2 separate regions of the Arachis hypogaea genome follow, and region 1 is linked to region 2. Evidence: chromatin contacts called from public Hi-C data. All regions are on one chromosome and are shown on one strand. The core of a region is the stretch at or near the end of the contact, and the rest is flanking DNA. Distances in the headings are between cores, read along the strand shown.

Evidence for each region. Hi-C and Micro-C count contacts between places; a contact is called where the count stands out from the background.
Region 1: a contact with region 2 is called in a Hi-C map of leaf, with 2.0 times the contacts expected there. The contact joins the promoter of LOC112759075 here to the enhancer-like site in region 2. A contact is called at or near these places in 2 of 8 Hi-C or Micro-C datasets (both in leaf).

The regions. Positions count from the first base shown.
Region 1 is chr16:37,408,817-37,415,481 of arahy.Tifrunner.gnm2.J5K5, reverse strand. It overlaps LOC112759075 (WRKY transcription factor 44), which reads right to left and starts at 2,920. Exons shown (of 7, transcript XM_025807904.3): 1 at 2,728-2,920; 2 at 2,494-2,610.
Region 2 is chr16:37,140,057-37,147,220 of arahy.Tifrunner.gnm2.J5K5, reverse strand. No RefSeq gene overlaps it. Among protein-coding and RNA genes, the nearest start is that of LOC112759069, 7.0 kb to the left of the region's middle. Within about 2 kb of position 1,695, at least 3 of the 3 cell types and tissues checked have open chromatin away from gene starts, as enhancers often do.

The sequences.
Region 1 (6,665 bases), core at 1,671-4,170, 270 kb before region 2:
CAATCATTTCTCTAATAAAATACTTCAATAGAAAAATCTTTTGTTGTATATATCTACACATTTATTGTATTCTCTATTTTCTCTATAATACTCTATCCTACTCTATAGTAGAATTAAGGAATAAAATGTCATATCAGTTGTTCAATTCATAGATTCTGAGACTTGAGAGACGACTAATGAAGCAATCCCAAGAGAGCTATCAATCATTCATTCTACCCTAACTAGGCTTAACCACGCAACAACACCATTCATTTTCGCAGCAATAAGAAATGTCCGTACAGGCACTTTCATTGAAAAGTTTGAAGAATGAAAAGAAAATTCTGATAATTTTATACATATCAGATATTCAGAAATAAAATAGAGGCACCAGCACCGACAAAACAATCCATCTATTTTGCTGGTCGCCCGCTTTTAATTAATATTCGATTAATTATTGTAACCTAAACTTTAAATAAAAACTGATGAAATTGGCCCACATACTCCTACACCAAAAAAAAAGTGACTGTCTAATACTCACAAACTTAATCAGTATAATCTCTAGCATTGAAATCCATTCCTAATAATCACAAAAGAAAAAGATTAGGCTAAAGTAAAGAGATTAGTAAAATAAAATTTTAATTAATATTGAATTTAAAAAAAATATTTAAAGTGAAAAGCTAATAAAATAATGAAATAAAAACTTAATTATAATTATATTTATAATTTTTTGTCATACATAAATTCTACTACTTTAATTCAAAAGTGATTGTACTTTTATTATTTTATTTTAGAAAAATTTTATCTTTGAATTTTTTATTTTTTTTATGTGTGAGTTTCATTATCTTAATTCAAAGATTATTAAATACTCATTTTTTTGCTTTACTAACTTTTTTATTTTAAAAGAGTTTAATTCAATCAAAAACTCATTTATTCTTAATTTAAAGATAATTAAACACTCGTTTTTTACTTTACTAATCTCTTAATTTTAAAAATGTTTCATCCCTTATTATAAATTAGAAGAAATGTTGTCCCAACTTTTATTATAACAGAAAATACTTGCGAAGAAATTGCTAACATTAATATAACAATGCTGCCCTCACTATGATTATAATAATATCTACTTTATTTCTACTATATATAATGAGGATAAGAGGCAGAGTTTGTGTATAATTTTTTTCCTTAAAATGCCCTTCCTCATATATATATAATTGTTAACTCAAAAAATTAAATTCATAATCTTTTAGTTTTAGTGTAACATAAGTTTTAAGACTTAACTAATTTAAAAAATTAATTTTAGTTCATAAAATACGTGATTTTTCTTTACCCACACACGTTATAAAGACTAAAGAGTATTGGTTCTTCGCATTTTTATATGGTATCATAATTATCCTCTAATTAAATATTTAGTTTGCGTAACCTTTTTTAATATACTTAGTTAGCACATATTCTTTCACTTGTTAAATAATATGTGAGACTCACTCTAATTAAGATTAGGGAAATGCTAGTTGTACAATATTAATCGGCCTTTAATCATCTTTTAATCAGATTTAAATAATATTTAATTATTTTTTTAGTGTAACATGTTTTTATTTTGTAGATACATATCTATAATTAGATTTTAATTTAAATTTAAATTTTAAAATCCACCCACTTCATTGGTGGTTACTATGAATTTGCTTTACTTTCGTAACTTCACGTAATAGATACAGTTTTTTAAATTCCTTATTCTATGGGACATTCACAGGCATTAGTGAATCCCAAACCAAAAAGGACGCTGCCAGCTGAATTCTCCATCTTGTCTTCATTGATGAAGACTATCATCACCTTCCAGCTGAAGCACTCTCTCATTTTGCATTGGTAAAAGGTATCATTATTTTTCACACATATATTTATGTAATTTGTTGAGAAATATCATGTTCAATATTTTTAATTATATTTTAATTTAAACATAAAAGCACTCTACTAATTTAATTGGAATAAGGTTGATCTTATTTAATTTTATTAATAAAGTTGTTGCAAATAAAGTACTTTCTACGTAAGTAATTTGAACAGAGAAGTAAAAAAAAAATCTGGAGTTTAAGAGAGAAGATGTAGTTGATATAGTCATAAAAATTTTGTTGTTATTTATCAATTATAACACATATGATAGTATGATATTTTATTCAAAATATTTTTAAAACACATCCAAAATCAGGCTAACTTTAAATATTTAAATTTAAACGTTAATAAACGGAATATATATATATATATATATAACAAAAGTGGATATATAAAAAATCATTTGTCAATACAAATGTAATGAGCCATATATTTGAGGTGATGAGCATAAAAACCCAGAAAATAACCTAACAAAGAAAAGCACGCAAACGATCGATATTGTACGAAAAAGCAGCTCCAATATCTGAGTTCTTAATTTACTATTATGGTTATGCCTTCTGAGGAAAGTTATAAGTAACACATATTATAGTAATTAAGATAATAAATTAAGAAGAATAAAGAGAATTAAGAACTAACCAGATATCCAAGACCACCAATTGAAGCAACATATATATACTCTTAAGCTAAAGAGAACCATATAATTCTGTGTCTTCAATCTTTTTCCCAATACAAACCCCGAGTTTAACCCCTTTCCTGCATTTCAACGAAATTCAATGTCAGATAAAAAGGGAAATAAAAATATAATGAATAATAAACCTAATAATAAGTTCCTAACTAAAACGCATCATGAAGGGAAAGATTGAAATTTACTTCGGATTCGAGCGTTTCATCAACGATAACATTAAACAGTGACCTTATTTTTTATGTACATATATATATATGCGTGGTGCTTTATACATATAGATATGGAATGAGGAGGGAAAAAAGAAAGAAGCTAAATAATGAAAGAGGGAGGGAGATAGGAAGGAATGTCACTGGGTTTTGTTCCTAAAAGATAAAGTTCTGAACCTAAACGACAGTGTTGCTCTTTTAAACATTTTAATAAAATCAAACTAGTCGTTTGTGAAATATATATATACACACACACAAAAATGTATCATATACGCTATATAAATAAATCACTACATATATTTATATATACTTTTACATATTAATTCATATATTTTTTAAATAAATAAAAAATTATTAGAATAATCAAAACATGTCATACAATAGAATAATCAAATTTCGAATAGATGAATAATCAAACTTATTTATGACAGTGTAATAAATATTTTTTATAAAATGTCAAATATATATTTTAATATAAGATAACAACCGATCTTAATATATATATATGTAGCATAATTGATATATATATATATATATGGTCAATACATTATTTTTTAATTAGTTAATGAAATTCATAAATAGTTAATAACTAAAATATCTTTAATGATGGCTAATAAACTATAATTTAAATGATATAATTTTTTCATTTTTATCTAAAGATTTTGAGTTCGAATTTTACTTCTAACTTTTTTTTTAAAAAAATATCTTTAATGATAATAGTGAAATACACTTTATCAGAAAACTACCATTTTGATACTCGAAAAAAAATTTAGATTTTACAAAATGGATCTCAAAAAAAAATTATGAAGAATCATGCTCTATACAAGTTTTAGCATTCAAATTTCAATGCAATTTTTTTCTCAAGTTTACTTAAAAAAAATTTATGTACTTTCATCTTTTTAGATTTGGTCATTTTGTTTAAGTGATTTTTTTTTACATTTGTTTCATGTGAATGGCACAAAATTGAAAACAAAACGTCTAGATATTTGGACTCATTTTGTGTATATACCTTCTAAATTATACAAGTATTAAAAAAATTAGATGAAGGTGAGAGAATGTTTATTATAGTGCATGAGTTTGTCATGAAGGATTAAGTTTCTCCGAAGTGAGTAAAAGAGTTAGAAAGTAAAATTTTAATCTTCTTTTAATTAAAATAGTAAAACAAATTATAAACTTACATATATATTAAAAATTTAAATTAAATCCCATAAAAAAATTAAATTAAATATTGATTCAATTTTCACTTTTTTCTTGTTGAGTAAACTATTATTTTGACCTAAAAGTTTTAATTTTTGGTAAAATAACACTTTAAAAAAAGATTTTTTTTATCCTCGCCTTAGTTTGAAAAAATACACCAATTATAGAAAGATATAAATGAAAAAGAACTCTTAACACAATTTTTTGTAAGTTTAGATTTTTGGCTTTTTGTTGAATAAAAAACACAATAATTTTAGAAAAATAATTTAAAAATAATTTTTTCAATTTTTTATATATAATTTCAAAATTTTTTTAGAATCAAAATGATAATTTATTTATTTATTTTTATCATATTAAAATTCTAGAAGAAGATAAGAGTGGTATTTTAGGGAGGGAGGTAGGGCTGGAAGTGAGTCGAGTTGAGTCGAGCTAAACCAAGCTAAGCTGGGCTCACAAAAATTGAGTTTGGCTCATAGTTCGATTCATTAACAATCAAGCCTATTTCTTAAACTTAAATTTGGTTCACCAAAAACTCACGAGCTGGTTTGAGCTCACGAACTGGCTCAAATAATAAGAATATAATTTATAATTTTATATCAATAAATTATAACTTATATATTTTAAAAAATATTTAAAAAGATCAATTTTATATATTGTTTATCTATTAATAAATTATAAATTTTTTATTTATGACCTACATTAAAATTATATATAAAAAATAAATATAAAAATTTAAATAATTAAGATTATTAATATATATATAATAGTATAGATTAAATGCATATAGAATATGTGTATTAATAATTTTATATATTTAATCGAGTTAATTTATAAGTTAATGAATTGAGTTTATCTAAACTCAAATTCGACTCATTTAATTTATAATTTTAATTTAAATTTGACTCATTTAATTTATAATTTTAATTTTAAGTTCAAATTTAACTCACTAATTTACAAGTTTAACTTATTAAATTATTAACGAGTCAAATTTAAACTGAGTGATGAATGAACTAGCTTGTCCAAGTGTCAGCGGTAGAGGGAGGGAAGGGGGTATTGGGAAATAGGAAAGGTAAGAAGAGGCTATGAGATTGGAAGTGGCGGATGGGAATATGGAAATATGGAGGGAGAGTGAGGATTGAGGAGTGAGAAGCAATCCCAAGAAGTGTTGTACGGCCAACTAACTGTCTGAGTGGTGAGCGTAGTTGTTTCTTGTTTGACCATTCGCTATGCTTCGTTTGTTTTCTTAATAATGTGGTCACGATGACTATCGCCTTTCTAGTGGGACAACCCCGCCCTTCTCTCTTCCCATCAATTCCCATACCAACTCCTGTCTTACTTTGACTCCTCTACATATGGACTCACATGAATTCTTCTACTATCATTTTTTTTACTTTAATTATTTTATTAATTTTTATAATTTTATTAGATTTATAATTAAATTTTATATTTTTTAATTAAATATGTATACTATTTTTATACTATTATAAAAAAAATGATAAAATCGCGTCTTAGATAATTTGGATATGTAAGAAGAAGACCGACAGAATATTCAGTTAGAAAGATAGATGAAATAGAAGATAGACAAGAGGTGAAAGATAGAAGAAGACTTAGAAAAATCATCCATGAAGTGATCAAACGAGATCTATATATAAACAGTCTCTCTATAGACATGGTATATGATAGAGGCCAATGACATCGTTTGATATCCATATAGGCGATCTCACCTAGTGGGACAAGATTTTGTTATTGTTAACTTGTTATTTTATACTATTTTTAATTTTATAATTAGGTATTTACTAGTATAAAAAATATTAGAATTAAGGTAATATTTTTTTTTTACAAATTAAAAATACTCAATTAAAAACTTAATTAAATATTTGACAATATATTTTTGAAAAGAAATATTCTGTTAATTTTAATATTTTTTATACGAAAAAATTTAATTAATAAATTAAAAATAATGTAAGGACTCAATTGAAAAAAAAAATATAGAGACTTAATTACAAATTTAGTAAAAATATAAGAACTAACAAAATAATTTAATTTAATTTTTTAATGTTTTATTAATAAAAATTCAATATATATTTTTAAAAATTTTTATTTATTATTAACTTGGTAATTTTATAAACCTTTTAAAAAAGATCTAATGAGAAATTAGAGGAAATTAAATTTTAGTTTGTCAACATTAGCCAACTTTAATATTTATGTTTATAAGTTATGATCCAGGATTTAAGGTGAATAAAATTATTTTAAAAAAAATAATTAATGTTGACTGAAAAGATGAGTTACTTAACATTACATATACCTAATAAGAAAGTATAGAGAGACAATAATATTAGTGTACAATATGTAGAATAAAGATAAAAAAAATTAATTCAAATGATAATTAAGTTAATTAATTTTTAATTATTTCTAATTTTAAATTAAAAAAATAAAAATTTACAACAGCGGCAGTTATATATACTGTAAACTTCCTTTTTCGCATGTAACGTGACTTCTTCAGGTACCTTCTTCTCCTTCAGTCTCTTCCCTTCTCACCGGTGAAAACTCCGCCATCAACATCAATCGCCGCCGCCTAGAGGACCAACCGACGTCGCATTGCGCCCCGCAAACGTATGAATCGCACACTGTGCGTCATTCACGCAGCCTCCTAATGTGCGGATGTGTGGCCCCCTCCTGCAGCTGGAAGATTCACCGTGACAGCGTTTTCATCAGTCGGG
Region 2 (7,164 bases), core at 446-2,945:
CCCTGTTGAGAACCTTAGGTTCTCACCCCCTTACTTTCCCTCGTTTCACAGATGGGAACCAGCGTGATCTTCTTTCATTTTTCTGCATTTGGATAGGTGAACAACATCATCACAGGTGTTCTGATGACTTTCTCCTTGCTTCAGCACAACATTTTCTTAGCTACCAAGATATCCATGAGCAGCAGCAGTAATAGTAGCAGTAGTAGTAGTCTTTGTCCTCATTCTATGTAGACTTTTAGAGGGTTAAGTATTTTTGTAAATATCTATATAAACAAGTTAAAATGGGTCCCAAACTAGGATAACTCTTGTGAGTCGAGGCCTGTTAGTATAAATATGGAGTTTGTAAATATTTTCATGAATAAGTAACGACGTAACCCGGTGTAAACTATGATGTACTAAATGAGCATTCTGACATATATGTATGATATTATTATGTTTTCTGTATTTTCTATAGTTCATGTAGATATTATCTGTTTAACTATTATTTATTTTGTTATATTTATATATCTGACACGTGATTTTGACTAGCACTACGGGTTCATATGTATATATTTGATATAAGGTCTAGAGTCTCTAAGAAAAGTTGTAAAGTAGTTCCTGGCAATTAACATTAGTCATGATGTATTAAAAGTTTGGTCGTTACATTACATAATAATAATAATATAGTTTAAAATGTTATATTTTTTAAAATTGATAAAAAAACATGTAAAGATAAGTGAGTTATTGCAAAAATTTTGCAATTGTGATGATTGGTCAAATTTGTTGTTATTTTAAAGTTTTTATACTTGTTAGAGTTATATAGTCTTTTTATTCTCCATGAAAGAGTACGAAAGCTGTTCTAGTATGAAACTTTAAACTTAATTTTAAATCTATAATGAGTAATAAGTTAGAGACTTTTTATAATGTTAAAATAACTGATCCCATTAATATATAAAATTAATTTAATTGTCTAAGTAATTATTCGTCTCGCGTGTTAAAAGCTTTTAATTTTTTAACACAATATGCAATAGGCCAAAAAAAACATTTGAATTTTACATTGTAATAAAAAAATACGAGTAAAAAAAACCGCAACTATTATCGAGAAATAGCTAAAATATGATAAAGTTCGAAAGTGACATCCTTATGCCAACATTGAACATGCATAATCGGAAACTATTTACAAATTTGATTAATTAATATTATATTAATATTAATAATAATATTAATAAACGGTTATTAATTGTTTAGTATTATTTAGTTGAAGGAACATAATGTTTTAAGAATTGTATATGTTTAAAATATTGGCGGTGAAACTTTTAGAATAAGATGAGAACAAAATCAGAATTTTATCTTCTGAATTAAATGAATGAAATTTTGAAAATTCAAAAGGCCGTTACGAGAAAATCGATTATGCACTAATTAAGGGGAGGGAGGATTCTGCGGCGACGCTTGTAGCTAATTTGGAAGAAGACTCAGACTATACTGTATCATGCACTTATAAGGAGATCCAAAGGGAATATTCTTTTTTTGGGCAGGAGAGGGAGCATGCAAAGATTAATGAGAGGTTTAATAACGGGCTGATGGAAAATAGGCCCAAGGAAGTGAAACATAAGGCTGGGTTACAAAGAATAGGACCCAGATGGAGGAATGGGGGCTTGGAAAAAATAAGAAGCACGAGGCCCAGCTGGATGAAAGTGGCCTTGGGCTATCCGATTCGGTGATGGATGACCCGGTTGAAGAGAACGCAACCCGATTGGCTGTATGCGTGCTGGATACAACGCCCCCCAATGCTCCTGTAAGGAATCAGCGAAGTGAGGATGACACGAGCCTAGGCGGGCGGGTGTCCTCCCAAGAGGAGTGCTTTGCGGCGCAAGGACAAGTAGGGGAACAAGAAACCGACGATTGGCATGCAGATGTTGTCGCGGAGGAGATGCGAACTGTAGCCAGCGAACCAAGGCGAGGGCGAGAGGAGCACGAACAGTGTATGGGAGACGCCACAATTGGAAACCAAATCGAAGGTTCTAATCGCAAGAGGAGCAAAATGAAACCGGATGAGGTGGAAGGAAGAGGGCAGGTTACTGGTGATGCAAAACACTGGAAATCCAACAAAGGCGAGACATTGGAGGCGGGGTTGGGAAGAGGAAATGGCAGAGAATAAAGAAGCCTGGAAATCGGCGGTTGAATCAGAAGCAATATCATACAGTGATGAGGAGGACATCATGGCAATTCTTCAGGAACAAAATGAAGCTATATCTATGAAAAGAAGACAGTCGAAGCGAAAGGAGAAATTCAGAAGAAGTCGTCCAAAATGCCAAAAGCAGGTGTGTAATAATATTTGTAAATAATTTTAAGCTGTTGGAATGTTAGGGGGTTGGGAGGTGTTGCAAAATTGAACATGATAAAAAATTTTAAAAATAAGTTTAAAGTAGATACGCTGGGGCTGATAGAAACAAAAAAAAAAGTGCTGAACAAATATGATGTAGCTAGAATTTGGGGTAATGATAGAGCTAGCTGGGAGTATGTAAATTCTGTTGGAGCTTCCGGAGGCTTACTATTAATTTGGGACGACTCTGTATTCAAATTGATAAACTGTTATAAAGGAGATGGATGGTTATGTGTAGAAGGAGTGATGGCTAAAAATAATTTTCACTGCGCAATTTGTCTGGTGTATAGTCCGCATGTGAGAGAGGAAAAACTCTTAATGTGGGAGGAATTAAGCTATATTACAGGATTGTGTCAGACCCCATTTTTTTATATAGGAGACTTTAATGAAATTGTGCATGTAGAGGAGAGAAAGGGGGCGACCAACTTATCAGCTTCTGCTGAGGATTTTAAAGCATGGATAAATGACATGGAGTTGGTGGACTTGCCAATTAATGATCGGAAGTACACATGGTTTAGAGGTCAGTCCTGCAGTCGTATCGATAGGTGCCTGGTTAACTTGGAGTGGCTGGATGCGTACCCGGATACTCGGTTAAGAGGGGGACCGAGAGGTCTATCAGATCATTGTCCTTTGATTGTGGAAGATAGAAGAATAGCTCAAGGATCAAGACTGTTCCGTAGTTTAGACGTGTGGTTCACGCATGAAGGCTTCCTAAGGATGATAAAGGAAGAATGGAGGGGTTTGGGCGACGTGTAGTTTCTGGATAAACTAAAGGCGCTGACAAAACCACTGGGTAGATGGCATAAGCAGCACTTTGGGAATATACAGGAGAAGATACAAAAGTTTGAAGAGGATATTAAGAAAGTAGATGATCTGGTGAGCAACGGAGTTTATGATGGTACAGTAGAAGCAAGAAGAAAGGCGTTGGTAAGGTGCTGTGAGGTATGGTATGAGAGGCAAGATATACACTGGAAGCAAATGTCTAGATCTTGACATGCCAAGGAGATGGACAGGAATACCAAGTACTTCCACAATATTGCATCAGCAAGAAGAAGGAATAACCGGATTGAGTCTTTAGTAATTAACGGTAGGCTGGTGAGGAATCATGCAAGAATTAAGGTTGCCACTAGAGATTTCTACAGGAGTTTATACCACCAGGACGAGTCGCCAAATATTAGCTTCAGAGATGGATTAGTTAATCGCCTAGAAGAAGAGGAAGCTCAAGCACTTGAGGTACTACCGACGGTGGAGGAAGTAAAGGAGGCAGTATGGGACTGCGAATCGTCGAAGGCTCCAGGCAACGATGGCTATAATATGAATTTTATAAAAAGATGCTGGGAGGAGATTGGAGCGGATTTTACAAAAGCGGTGTTGAGCTTTTTTGTGACAGGAAAGTTACCAGCAGACTCCAATGTTACTTGGGCAGCGCTGGCTCCAAAGTTTGTGGGTGCGAAGGAGATAAAGGACCTTAGACCAATCAGTATGGTGGGATGCGTGTATAAAGTTATATCAAAAGTGTTGACAAGAAGAATGAGAAGCGTCATGCCAGGGTTAGTTAGGGAATCGCAGAGTGCATTTGTTAAGGGCAGGAGGATACATGATGGAGCGTTAATAGCATGTGAAACTATACAGTGGCTAAAATTGAAGAAGAAGGCATCAGCAATCATCAAATTGGACTTCCACAAAGCTTATGATAGAGTCAAATGGAATTTCGTTGAATGGTGAATGGGACACCGTCTAAACCGTTCAAGATAGAAAGGGGGTTCCGGCAAGGCGATCCGTTATCACCGTATCTATTCATTCTGGTTGTAGATGTGCTGAACAGGATGATCGGGGAGGCGGTAAGAAATAGGAGAATACTACCGCTCTTAGTTGGCAGGGATAATATAGAGTTATCACATCTCCAGTTCGCTGATGACACTATATTGTTCTGCCCACCGGAGGAGGAGACAGTGAGAAATTACAAGAGACTCTTGAGGTGTTTTGAAGTCATGTCTGGGCTGAGCATGAACTTCGACAAGTCTAGTTTGATACCGGTAAATTGTAGTCAGGAGTGGGTTGGTCAGATGTGCCAGTTACTAGGATGCTGGTGCACGAATTGTGAATCACACTTTTCACAACTCGTACCACTAACCAGCAAGTGCACTGGGTCGTCCAAGTAATACCTTACATGAGTAAGGGTCGAATCCCACAGAGATTGTTGGTTTGAAGCAATCTATGGTTATCTTGTAAATCTTAGTCAGGAGGTTAATTATATTTATCAGTTTGAATTGCGAAAAGTAAAAGAGCATGGATTAGATACTTGTTCTGCAGTAATGGAGAATATGTTGGAGTTTTGGAAATGCTTTGTCTTCTGAATCTCTACTTTCTTTCTGTCTTCTTCTTCACGCACGCAAGGTTCCTCCTATGGCAAGCTGTGTGTTGGTGGATCACTGTTGTCAATGGCTACCATCCGTCCTCTCAGTGAAAAAGGTCCAGGTGCGCTGTCACCGCACGGCTAATCATCTGTCGGTTCCCACTCATGCTGGAATAGGATCTATTGACCCTTTTGCGTCTGTCACTACGCCCAGCCCTTGTGAGTTTGAAGCTCGTCACAGTCATTCAATCCCTGAATTCTACTCGGAATACCACAGACAAGGTTTAGACTTTCTGGATTCTCATGAATACTGCCAATGAATTCTAGCTTATTCCACGAAGATTCTGATTAAGGAATCCAAGAGATATTCATTCAATCGAAGGTAGAACGGAGGTAGTTGTCAGGCACGAGTTCATAGGTTGAGGATGACGATGAGTGTCACGGATCATCACATCCATCATATTGAAGTGCAAATAAACATCTTAGATAGAAACAAGCGTGTTTGAATAGAAAACAAAAATAGTTGCATTAATTCATCAAAATACAGCAGAGCCCCTCACCCCCAACAATGGAGTTCAGAGACTCATGCCGTCAAAGAGTACAAAGTTCAGATCTAAAAATGTCATGAGGTACAAAATAAATCTCTAAAAGTTGTTTAAATACTAAACTAGTAACCTAGGTTTACAGAAAATGAATAAACTAAGATAGATGGTGCAGAAATCCACTTCTGGGACCCACTTAGTGTGTGCTGGGCTGAGACTTAAGCTTTACACATGCCTGGGCTGTTTCTGGAGTTAAACGCCAGGTTGTAACCTGTTTTGGGCGTTCAACTCCAACTTGTAACCTGTTTCTGGCGTTTATCGCCAGACTGCAACATGGAACTGGCGTTGAACGCCAGTTTACATCATCTATCCTTGAGCAAAGTATAGACTATTATATATTGCTGGAAAGCCTTGGATGTCTACTTTCCAACGCAATTAAGAGCGTGCCAATTGGACTCTTGTAGCTCCAGAAAATCCATTCCGAGTGCAGGGAGGTCAGAATCCAACAGCATCAGCAGTCCTTTTGCAGCCTGAATCAGATTTTTGCTCAGCTCCCTCAATTTCAGCCAGAAATTACCTGAAATCATAGAAAAACATACAAACTCATAGTAAAGTCCAGAAATGTGATTTTTATTTAAAAACTAAAAAAAATAATAAAAAGTGACTAAAACATATTAAAAACTACCTAAAAACAATGCCAAAAAGCGTATAAATTATCCGCTCATCACAACACCAAACTTAAATTGTTGCTTGTCCCCAAGAAACTAGAAATAAAGTAGGATAAAAAGAAGAGAATATACAATGAATTCCAAAAACATCTATGAAGATCAGTCTTAATTAGATGAGCGGGGCTATTAGCTTTTTGCTTCTGAACAGTTTTGGCATCTCACTTTATCCTTTGAAGTTCAGAATGATTGGTATCTATAGGAACTCAGAATTCAGATAGTGTTATTGATTCTCCTAGTTCAGTATGTTGATTCTTGAACACAGCTACTTTATGAGTCTTGGTCGTGGCCCTAAGCACTCTGTTTTCCAGTATTACCACCGGATACATACATGCCACAGACACATAACTGGGTGAACCTTTTCAGATTATGACTCAGCTTTGCTAAAGTCCCCAATTAGAGGTGTCCAGGGTTCTTAAGCACACTCTGTTTTTGCTTTGGACCTCGACTTTAACCGCTCAATCTCAAGTTTTCACTTGACACCTTCACGCCACAAGCACATGGTTAGGGACAGCTTGGTTTAGCCGCTTAGGCCAGGATTTTATTCCTTTAGGCCCTCCTATCCACTGATGCTCAAAGCCTTGGATCCTTTTTATTACCCTTGCCTTTTGGTTTTAAGGGCTATTGGCTTTTTGCTCTTGCCTTTTGGTTTAAAGAGCTTTTGGCTTTTTCTGCTTGCTTTTTCTTTTTCTTGCTCTCTTTTTTTTTTTGCATTTTTTTCTGCAAGCTTTGTTCTTCACTGCTTTTTCTTGCTTCAAGAATCATTTTTATGATTTTTCAGATTATCAAATAACATTTCTCCTTTTTCATCATTCTTTCAAGAGCCAACAATTTTAACATTCATAAACAACAAATTCAAAAGACATATGCACTGTTCAAGCATTCATTCAGAAAACAAAAAGTATTACCACCACATCAAAATAATTAAACTATTTTAAAATTTGAAATTCATGTACTTCTTTTTCTTTTTCAGAAAACATTTTTCATTTAAGAAAGGTGATGGGTTCATAGGACATTCATATCTTTAAGACATAAACACTTAGATACTAATGATCATGTAATAAGACCCAAACATAAATAAACATAAAGCATAGTAAACGAAAAACAGAGAATTAAGAACAAGGAGATTAAGGAACGGGTCCACCTTAGTGAGGGTGACGTCTTCCTCTTCTTGAAGAA